Linked DNA regions of Gadus morhua: region 2 is linked to region 1. The links are chromatin contacts, called in public Hi-C maps. All regions are on one chromosome and are shown on one strand. Each heading gives the region's core, a stretch centred on a gene start, on an enhancer-like site or on the middle of the called end of the contact. The rest is flanking DNA. Distances are from core to core; before and after follow the strand shown.

Region 1 (5,760 bases), core at 2,134-4,633:
GTTCACTGGAACACATCGAGTAAGTCATTATTGGATACACGCTAATCTGATCCCTAAGGAAACGGTAGAAATGAAAAGCCGTTACTGAAACCACATGCAGGAAAGGAAATGTAGAAGTTAAATGGATGAAAGATAAATGATTAATTATAAATAAATAAGGAAATTAGTTCTAAACATGCATTAAGATATGAGATAGCAAAACAGAGGCAGAGAGGGAATTTCCATGCAATGTCTTCAGACAGTGAAACTGGAATACATGCATAAACAGGGAACCAATGTGAAACAATGAAGAAAACAATCAAAGCCAGAATCAAATACTATCCACAGGTACCTGCTTAGGTTTAATCGTTTACTGGAATCTGTAAAGAGAAACAATGTCTGTTATAAAAACACTATCCATTCAGAGGCTATTTAAAACAGAACATGATGTCTGGATACTTGAATAATCCACTAAAAAGTTCTGAGGTTTCACGGTCAGAGCCATCAGAATGAAGCCTTTGGGACAGCTTGGAGGGGAAAAAAAGTTTAAGTCCAAATATTTGTGATGGTAAATATTGTTTTTTTGTCTTTGTTACATCATAGTTTTTCTCAATCGCTTTGGTACATTTCTCAGATCAGAATTGAAATTTGCAAAACAGTAAGTGCATTTCTCAAAACAATTCATACAAATAGCAAAACACCATGGATTTCATGCAAAAGCCAGTCTCTTGCTCAAAATCCTTAGTTCGTTTCTCAAAAGTAAATATCTGTGTCAATGAACATGTAAGTGCACAATTATCATTGTGTACGGATAAGACAGTCGAAATTGCTTAGTCATGTTGTCAATATAACATTGTACTCTGGAGGGATGTTCTGATGTAAACTATGGCTAAAGTTTTGAAGACAAGTATTGTAAATTGTAAGTTACACCTTAGTGTATGTGGGAGATTGATTGCTAAAGTCTGGTCAAGATTCACATTTACGCTTTGACTGTTTGTACTGTAATTTGTTGACAGACCATGTCATTGCTAGAAATGTGAACATAGGAAAATCTCCTTAGGGTAAACTGTACATGCATTGCTGTAGGAATTACGGTGCTGTCTTCCTACACCTCCTGACGTTCCTGTGTGTTGGGCCACAAATTATCACGCAGCCTCACTCCTCTTCCTCTTCTGCATCTCTCGGGCTGTTGACCCAGTCCAATTCCTTGCCCTTCCATTGTAAGACAATTTAACATTGTGTTGTGCTCCAGCTATATATATACTTGCCAGTTCATGGTTCAGGAGATGCACCTTTGAGCTATTTCAGTAAACTGGTTGATCGTTGGTTGATCTAACACTTCACACATTTCCCTTCTTTAGAGAAAGTCAAGATTCACCTGGTAGCAATTTACCAATTCAGGACAGATTTAGCAAAAAAGTCTAATGTAAATGTATAGAAATATGCTTGACACATCATGACAACTTGTACAACCATTTTGCATGTAAAGACTTATGCAATGAACTAATGCCTAACTGTTGTGGGGGTGAGACTATTCAATAGAGACCCATTACAATACATTTTGATCAACATGACATAAGCAATTGATAATATAAAGAGCAGAGTTGTACATAATCATTTGAATGAATGTACCAAAGCATTTGCAACTTGTTCAAAGAAATGCAAAACTGCTTTTTTGATGTACCCAAGTGACACAATGATCACATGTGAAGATTAAACAGGTAGTTTTGAGAAATTCAATTCTAATCTGAGAAATGTACCAAAGCGTCTGAGAAAAACTGTAATGTTAAATCTCTAAAGTCTTACCGTAATACAGATCCATCATGCTGTTACTTAACGAGGCTGTCATAAGTGTTTGCTGGAGCTATGTACGTGATGGAGGGCTCTTCACGTTTCTGAGTTACCATGTATCTTAGACACCATCAGTTAGGCTCAATATATCAAGGTACTTCAATATTAACATTAGGATCATTGTTGGGTTTTTTATCATATTTTAGAAATTAAAATGTGCGTTGAGATTTGTCCAGACTCAACTCTTACTTCAAATTGCGTTTAAAAAATGTCACCACTTTTTTCAAAAGTCGTTGCCACAAGAAATCAGTCATCAGTTTGAATTACTTCATACATAATCTGCTATCAATTGTACCCCTGGTTAAATGTGATTAATCATTTATATGAGTAGGCAATAATAATGATAGAACTCCAATAAAGGTTGATTTGATTCTAGAGCTTTGAAGGAACATCACTTCCCCCTGTTTCACAGAAGAAGAGAATCTAGTTAACAAAGCCTTGATCAGTGACACAACTAGTGGCCACTAGAGACAAGTTTTACACGGCCTACTACACAGACTGCATCAACCACATCGCTGGTGTGACTCCTCTTATATACATGATGGTGGCTGGTGGCCTACTCACTGATCCACAGGTGATACATGCGCTTGCACATGGTGCGGTTCTGCTCGGGGATCTCCTCAAAGTCCTGGTAGAAGCATGGCTTCAGAGGGATAAACCCCGGCAACGGTGGGAAGTTCGGTTCTAGGGCACACAAACGCCCGTCGTTTACGTTAGAAAAATAATAATGATAACAAAAAAAGAACATTCTATTTGTGCGACAAATTAAATGCTGTGATGTGATAGTCATACCTGCCATTTGGAAACGCTGGTGATTTGTTACGTGATGATTTGACCACGACCCTCTCAACCTGCATGATGAAGGAATGGGAACATTTGATCATCCCTCCTAAAAGTGTATGGGCTCTACATGACCGAAGATTGTTCAGAAATAACTGGCATCACGTCTCCCTGTGTTACATGCGGGACTGAGATATAACCAGCCTAACGTCTGAATGTGCTACATGGGGGACTTAGACGTGGAGACATATGGATGTCCGACACTCTATTGGCATGGGCCTCTAAATCCCTTGGGTCTCAATGTAGCCTACTAGGCTACAGGTAGGCCTGTCCATGCATATCCTGCATTTCCCATTGAAACATGAACAAAAGCCAGTGGCACATTCTGCAACAACACATAGTAAGAGGGGTCTTATATCGTGCAAAAAAAAACAACTCGTAAAATCTTCCTAAGTTTGATTTGTTTAACGTCATACCCCGAGCACATAACAAGGAGGAGCGGATTGCGCTGGGGGATAATCAGCTTACCCTCCACACGCACACTGATGCAGGTCCGATGGAGATTGGTGCAGGTCCGGTTAGAGCGCAGCGTCTCTCCGCATGTCCCCGGGCGGCCGACCGCTCCTTTGAAGTGGAAGATAAAGGACGTTAATGTGTTGATGTGTTCTATCTTCGGTATGTCATTCTGGTTGACCGGGGTCGACCTATTGTTGACGAAGCTTTGGTCGTTGTTGTTTCGACCAATCGGCAACCTTCTCTAATCCGTGATGTTTATATCTATCCAATCACCGGTCGCTTCACTGTCCGTGGTGCTGAAAGTGTAGTTGCAACCAGAGTGGTCTCTCCACCAGAGGAGTCACCACCACAGGTGTAGGAAACCACCAGAGTAGTCACTACCGGTGTAGGCACCATCAAAGTAACCACCACCAGTGTAGACACCACCAGTGTAGTCACCAGCAGAGTAGTCACCACCAGAATGGTCACCAGCAGAGTCGTCACCGCCAGTGTAGTCACCACCATTGAAGTCACGACAAGAGCTCCAAGCGGATTGAAAGTAATTGATGGAAATTCATTCATGAGCTCCGCTGCAGTCATCAAGTATGCAGTAAACCTTCGAGTAGAGCAGGGTCTATTTTATGTTTGTCGTTTTCCTTTCCATCTATAGCTTTTAGCTAAATGCACTATCCTGCTTTGGTCACAGGATGGTGCTAAAGTATTTATTTTCGTGTGAAAAAAAAAGAACACGTAAACGATCCGTCTGAAGCATCTCTCTGTATAGCTGTATTGATTTATGATTAGATGTTTATTTGTGCATAGGCTTAATAGTGGGCTGGGAATCAAGAAAGGCTATTTGTATTTATCAAGCATAACTTGGGCATACCAAAAATATAATACAATATTTACTATTCAGTTTACTAATTTACAGCTCAGACATCGAGGCCTATGAATATTCTTGGATCGAACTTGTATTAACTTTGAATGCATCCATCCATTACAACCTTTCAAACAACTGTGCGCACATGAAGAGTAAAATTAGCTGTGATGCAAAGACTAGACTCAACACTAGGCCCAGGCGAGTTTCTGGGTTCCATAAACATCCGGGGCTTAGCCCAGAGGGAAAATGAAAACGCGCGCGTAGGGTGCGGCACATTTTCTTGCATGCTTTAATGTGCATGCATATTTTTTTATAATGCTTTACCTAAATAAACAAAATAAGTAGTTTATTAGAGCTTTAAATAGCTACCTGACTGTTGTGCTGCTAAAGTTCCATTCAAGTTATTTCAGAGTAAAATGAATACAAGAGAGACTACCGTACACGTATAAGGTGGTCAACAGTCTGGTTTTATTTTTAAACTGTTTATTCTCTTGCCAGAAGGACTATCTAGAAGGACTAGGCTACTTCATTGTCCCTGGAATCCCCATGTTTCTTTCAAAATAACCGAACTACCATTAAAATCATTTCATCACTTCTAGACTGAATTGAATTAATGCATATAGTTACCAGTAAATATGCTTCGGCCTATGTTAGATTTAAAGTATAAGACCAATAATAATACCACATTCTAATTGATTTTACCATACAGTTGCTCCTGTCTTTTTGTTTTTAACAAGCTCGCATTGTGAAGTCTTTCTCAGAAGGAACTGAAAGCAAGAGAATGAAAGAGGGAAATAAAAGAAAGCTTCAACATAATATAAAATACATTCAATATACTCCTTGTAGCACACTCTTGACCCTCAAACCTCCTACCTTTGGATGTAGCCACACAAAAGCGGAACAGAGCATAACAATAAGAGCATACATCGCCCACAGCAAGTTGCCACTTATTAATGTATTGATTGAATCTATCGGTGGTGGGTGTTTATACAGGAGGTAATCATTGATCAGATACACGGACGCTGTTCATGTCGCGTGACCATGAGGATGGAAACATTTGCAATTTTACAGTTCTCCCAAGGTGAAGGGATTATACGGTGGTCATAGGCCATGGTTTGTTGGGGCAATTTAATAGACTCCGGCCTCTGCTCTTGACAAGTAATGAAACTTGAAATATGTTACCTGAACTGATATTATGCTCCGACATCACCATATCATGCTACCTCAATATCATTCTGCGTGTGTGTGTGTGTGTGTGTGTGTGTGTGTGTGTGTGCATTTGTGTACGTGCATGTGTGTGCGTACGTTTGTATGTGTGTGTGTTTGGGTGTGTATGCGTGTGGCAGCGATGAGACTGCATTTATTTAGCTCTTTCCCAGCCACTTTTTATGATTCTTTTAAACTAAAGATTGTCCTTAAATGTTTTGAAAATGGGATTCCTGCCTATGTATTCCTGCACCAATACTCGCCTTGTGTTTGAAGCTTTTTATATGAATATCTATAGCAGCCAAATGCTATACTTTTGGTTGACCCTTCTCTTTCTGCACGTGGAATAGAGTGCATGCCATTTTGGAATTCAAAGAGCACAGATGATTATGTTTAAGGTCCGCATGTAAATCTCCCGCTGCTCTCGGGCAGGCAGCACATTTGAATTCATTCTGGCAATAAGTTGTTCTGCTTTTCCAAAACCTTTCAGAGAAATAATGAGGAAGTTTCAAAAAACTCAAACTGCATCTTTGTTCTGTAAATCTGCTTTTGTACCACATGTTGAGATG
Region 2 (5,795 bases), core at 2,638-5,137, 270 kb before region 1:
TCGCTGAAAAATAGGTTTCAATCTCTGCATATAAAAGGTCTTCTTCTTCAAGGAAATATTCAAGAGAATGCAGTTATCCCAAATACCTCACGGTTTCTGAACTTAATTCAGATAGTCAGTAGCGTATCGCTCAATAATGGCTGCAGCTACACCGCGAACGTCAGGCATCGAACCCGGTGCCTTTCGACCGGGAGTCGAACGCCCTCCTAGGAGGGATCCGGAGGGCCTCACCTGGCTGGTGGTGGTGGGCGTGGCGGCGCTGCTGTCGGGGGTGCTGGCCAGGGCCAGGGCGGTGGCCAGCTCGCTCTGCGTGATGGGCCGGGGCCCCGCCGCCCCGCTGTGGCTCAGAGACTGGGGCCGCCCCCCGATGGGAGCGCCCCCTCGGCTGGAGGGGCCCGCTTGGTTCCCCTGGGGGGGGGGGGGGGGGGGACACGTGTGTGTTAGAAGGGTCTGCACTGGGTGGGGGGGACACACGGGGTGGTAGAGAAGGGTCGGTAGAGGTTGTGGTTCACAATGATGTAAAGATGCATTCACTCACAGACTGGAATTCATCTTCATCGTCCGACATGCCGTCAAACATGAACCCTCCTGTGCGAAGAAAATAGTCATGATTTAGTCATTTAAAGCGGCAGTAAGTATAGATATAGATAAAGGAAGCAGGTAGAGGTTAGGAGGCTTTTTGTCTTGAGGACATCCCAAAACACTAGAAAGGGCTTTGTCTTAACACGACAATGAACTAGAATGGGCTTTGTTCTGATACACCAATAAACTAGAATGGGCTTTGAACTAACACACCAATACACTAGTAAGGGCTTTGTTCCAACACACAATTCCACTAGAAAGGGCTTTGTTCCAACAAACAAGGCAAAGGCATTAAAAAGGCTCTCTCTTGCCCACCTGGCATGTCACTGTAGGAGCTGGCCGAGACGTTGCGGGAGGAGCTGCTGCTGGCCTGGGTGGGCATGCTGCCCGCCACCGAGTGCAGAACCAGGATGATGGCGTTGACCAACGCTGGGTGGGAGCTGATTAACCTGATTGAGTCATAACAGAGGACGGGTCACATGACTGGAGCAACACTGCACATTGTGGGGCAGCATGTCACTCAGGAGGTAGAGCGAGTGTCGAGGTGTCCCTGAGCAAGGCACCCCACCCTAACTGCTCCCGACGAGCTGGCTGTTGCCTTGCATGGTTGACATCGCCGTCGGTGGGTAAATGTGTGCATGAATGGGTAAACGTTAGGTAATATTGAACAGCGCTTTGAGTGGCCGCTGGTTAGAAAAGCGCTACATAAACGCAGTCAATTTACCATTTCACATAGTAACTTTGTTGGCCTGTAAAGGCCAGAGTAAGCTCTCCAGTAAGTATAATGAGGTGGCTGGTTTGGTCGTTTGGCCCTATAGGTCATATTTATAATCGGCCTATTTATTACAATTTTATGAATGATCTAAAAAGCGAGCACTTGCAGATATGCGTGTTTACCTGTGAGGAGAGTCTGCAGGAGTACGCTATTACCACTTGACTCAGGGCCCACTTAAATAACACCAGTACTCACATGTCCAGCATGCTGGGGTCGGCGAACTGAACGAAGAGATCCTTGTCTTGCAGAACCCCTGCGAAAACACGCGCCAGACATGTGATGAAACAAAGGACTTGATTCTAGCATTGTGAGAGAAACCCCATCTCATGACGTTCCAAAGGCCAAGCAGGAACCACGTGCTCTTACCCAGAGCCACCGCATCCGACTTAAGGCCCGGGGTGGCCACGATGATCTGGTCCAGAGACTCCTTATTGGTCAGCATTTTAGTCACCTGGGAAGGGGGAACACGATTTACCTATGCTTGTTTCTTACTGCGGGCAGATTGCTGCATTCTGCTTCTTCACAATACAAATAATACAGCACAACATGGTCAATATTGGTTTGCTGCTAAGTGGGTTATAAAAACAACACGCAAACAACTCTATCTAGTGTTTGATCTGTAACTAGATGTAACTAGGTCAAATCACACAGTATTGTGGGAGTACCTTAACCAAGCCTTGAATAATAGTGCAGAGTACTATACTCGCAGTCACAATAATGCATATCCATGATGGTACTCACAGAGTCTCTGTAGGCCGTGTTGACAGAGTGCAGAGCCGCGTGGAAGACTCTGAACTCTCTCGCTGCCGTGGCCCGGTTCACAGGCTCTGAGGGCAATCAGGAGACACGTTTAGAGTAACACTGCCCTGCACACTGCAAACTATATGCAACATCTCAAGCGACATACCTGGGTTACAGTCAGTCTCTGGCCAAGTCTTTTTGAGAATGTGAAGGGTCGACTTTGGTTGAATTCCATAAGCGTCCAACGTTAGGTCGTCTTTCAGTTTGCGACCACAGTGGACAAGCTCTAGGAAACCACAAGGTAAAACAAGCTAATTTAGCAGGTAAAGCTAACTGCAGGACATAACAACATATGGCAACATACAGCTCAACTGCATGGTAATGCTGGCGTTAACAAACCTTTCGAATTTAGATAATCAACTGTTTTAAGGGCAGGTGATGATTACAATTTTCATTTAAATTGAATTTTATTTATTTTGTATAGCCCTTAATCACAGGTACAGTCTCAAAGAGTTGAACAGACCATGTATTAATGACAACGACAGGAATTAATGAAACAACCAAACAACACTAGATGCTGCAGGTTAGAAAGACCAGCATCGTTTGTGTAGGTCTACTACCTACACGAGTATTAGCTCTACTGGGCGGGTTGTTGAACTGACCTATCAGGTCGGGGTCGTTGACGGAGTCCGGGAGCTGGGCGGCCACCAGCTGCTTCAGGGTGGCGACCCGGTACTCCCCGGGGGGCACGTCCCCGGGCATCATCTCGGGGAAGTGGAAGGTGGATTTGGGCTGATCCACCACCTTCAGCGACAGCTGCCAGTCCACTGAAGTCATCTCCACCTGGGTGGCGACACGGAGGGACCGTGGTCAAAAAACCGACCAGTGTTAAGCAGCTATAGAGTCGGGGACCCCCGATCGCCGGTTCAGGGGGAGGGGGCTTCATCTTGCCCCGTTTAGGAAGTACTCCATACTAGAACAATCTGTTATGCCACCGACATGATGGTGTACATGAATATATATATATATATCAAACAGTGATGTTACAACATGTGTCTGTTATTATGTATATTAAACAGTACATTGTTTGTGTTATTGCTATTAGATGTGTGCTCTTTTATTTTTTTAAATAATGGCTGGTTGGCTGGATGGTACACAACACGAACCGCTAAATAACACCACCCCACTCACCAAAACATGCAGACGCCAACAATACTAGGGAGTTATAGCGAGGTTGTATCGCTACTCACCAGTGTTGTGTTGACGTCGTTCATTTCTGGGTTTATCACGTGGTCCAAAGCACCGAGACACGTGATCAGCTCAGCCAAAACCGATCATGTTTATTCGCTAATTTCTTATTTTCATGTTACATTTTTTTTTATATTACAGACAATTAAGCCAAATCAGAAAATACATTACGATAAATAAATACGTACAACGATTTATAAATACGTTCAACGTTCACACAGACCCCGACCCACACAAACAAACACATACTCACCAAATCATAATGTTAAACTCTTTAAATTAAGATATATGGAAATTAATCATCACATAAAGAACAACCACAGTTACGTCCCTGGTTGAAGAACGAATTAAAACCTGTTGGATAACACTGATTTTAAATTAGGCCTATATGAATGAACCATATGCATCTTAATGCATGAGGCGACTGAAAAAAACACACACACATGCAAACATTCAGCAAACAAACACACAGACATACATGCACACGCACAGAAGATATGATTTTAGCAGACGCGACATAAATGGTTAATTGCGGGGTCGGGCTGGTGGACCCCCGCCCCTCCTCATGACATCACCGCTGGACAAAGCGGCAAGGAGTGGTTTCACAGGGACGATCCAAAACCAAACGATAGGAAATAAAGAGTGGTACATTGGGGCAGATAAGTAGACAACCGGAGTAGTTGCACACTTTAGATCCCATTTTGGATATCCCGGCTGTTGGCTTCGGTCAGAGAAGTGTTGAGAGTGACACGTTGCTGGGAATGAACTGTTCCCCAAAATAAGATCAACCGCAAGTATCACTGCCGCTGGATGGTTGCTGATCCAAAACTTTTGCTCCTCTATCATGGTAAGCTTGATATATTACACTTAACTCTGAGCACGAGTATATTAAATGCGATGATCAAATCTGTATTTCCCCAGTAACAGTATAGCAAACATAAACAGGGATTTCCCAGACTGGCAACAACTGGGAGATACTCTGTGAAGTAAGCCTAAAACAGCGGTTTTCTATCGAAAGCTTATCATTAATTGACTTAATGGTTCGCTCAATGATAGGGCCTAGGAAAACACAGTTATCCCTTTTTTCCATTTTCCTCCCATGCAGCTGTTGCGTGGTGAAGGAAATGGACTGCGCCACCTTTCACATAAAGTTGGTACAACAGCATAACCACTGCCACAAATATTGGGTTTGCTACTTTCAATGGTCATTGGCACATTACAGCATAGGTCTACAACCAATAATGTGGTTTATTGGTATTATATAACTATATATACTTTAGTTTCAATATTATGTGTATTTCTATTTCTAATTAGTATTATTACATTCCCTAAAAGTCAGTGTATTTATTTAGTTAGATGTGTGTTAGGATGTTAGCATTTATTTAAACATATCATATTTTACAGATGTAAACATAGCCACAGACAGACAGACAGACGCACGCACGCACGCACACAAACACAACACAACACAACACACAGCAGGCTGTGCTGTGGTCACCACCTTAACCCTCTCTTTATTACGTTGGCACGTGGCATGTCTTTCTGATCAATATTATTACCCCGCCTCACGCTTTGCTACATATCCCAGTGAGACAGGAAGTAAGAGCTATTAAGAGATGCAGACAGGAAGTGAGCTTAGTCCTCCACACGCACCAACATGTACACACAAAGATGTAAATTAGGCCTGAAGCATTTGACCTGAAAGAAATGGGGCGGCAAATTTATAAAGTGTAGCCTAGTATTATGTCGAAAGTAAACTGGAGACATAATCTGGAATCGTAGCCTACATGGAACAATGAAAGATTGTCAAACTGCTTTTTTTGTCAAATGTTTAAAACTATTTTGGAAAACTTCTGAGGGCAACCAAAATCAACCCCTGGGGTTTAGATTTTTAATTAAGAAGGTTGAGTGAAAGCTAGATATGGATTGAGTTATTTCATAATACAGCTTAATGAAGGCTTATTGTCAGAGTAAAGTACACGCACATTATTGGTTTATTGTAAAAATATGGATAGCTGCCGTTAATTAATTAGTTAATAGGGAGTTAATTGGCCATGTTTTATTTAAATTGTAGCCAAAACCTTCTCCTGCTAGTTTTTACCTTTTTATCAGTGAACAATTCCAGTTCCCCTAATGTTGTGGTCATCTGGCCAGTCACATGGAGGGACAAAGAGAAGAACTTCCACTCTTTCAACAAATAGAAGTGGAAACAAGTTGGGACTTTCCTATTGGAACAGGTCAGAGAAAGTACCTTGACTCACACTGTGAAAAAACAACATACTTTGATGGCTTCCCGGTGTCCGCCCAGCACAGATTATACAGACTATACACAGTCTGGTCTAGCGGAGGGGAAACTCAGCCAATGTGGCATACCTCTTGTCCTGTGTTAAATAAAATAGCACTCAATATCTGGAACTTTTCAGGAAAAGTCTTTAAGATTGAGGATGAC

The links. A called contact is a pair of places that touch in the nucleus more often than the background predicts.
Region 2: a contact with region 1 is called in a Hi-C map of gonad, with 4 times the contacts expected there. The contact joins the promoter of cd276 here to the promoter of LOC115559305 in region 1. A contact is called at or near these places in 2 of 6 Hi-C or Micro-C datasets (gonad and heart).

What each region holds. Positions count from the first base shown.
Region 1 is chr14:23,679,199-23,684,958 of gadMor3.0, reverse strand. LOC115559305 (secretory carrier-associated membrane protein 5) reads right to left here and starts at 3,383. Exons shown (of 7, transcript XM_030378116.1): 1 at 3,139-3,383; 2 at 2,623-2,681; 3 at 2,395-2,514; 4 at 1-5. The coding sequence starts at 2,629.
Region 2 is chr14:23,952,986-23,958,780 of gadMor3.0, reverse strand. cd276 (CD276 molecule) reads left to right here and starts at 3,887. Exons shown (of 8, transcript XM_030376522.1): 1 at 3,887-4,193. The coding sequence starts at 4,157. It overlaps LOC115558416 (ubiquitin-like protein 7), which reads right to left and starts at 3,449. Exons shown (of 11, transcript XM_030376516.1): 1 at 3,349-3,449; 2 at 2,761-2,941; 3 at 2,265-2,384; 4 at 2,099-2,184; 5 at 1,724-1,808; 6 at 1,553-1,610; 7 at 898-1,031; 8 at 539-588; 9 at 232-408. The coding sequence starts at 3,372.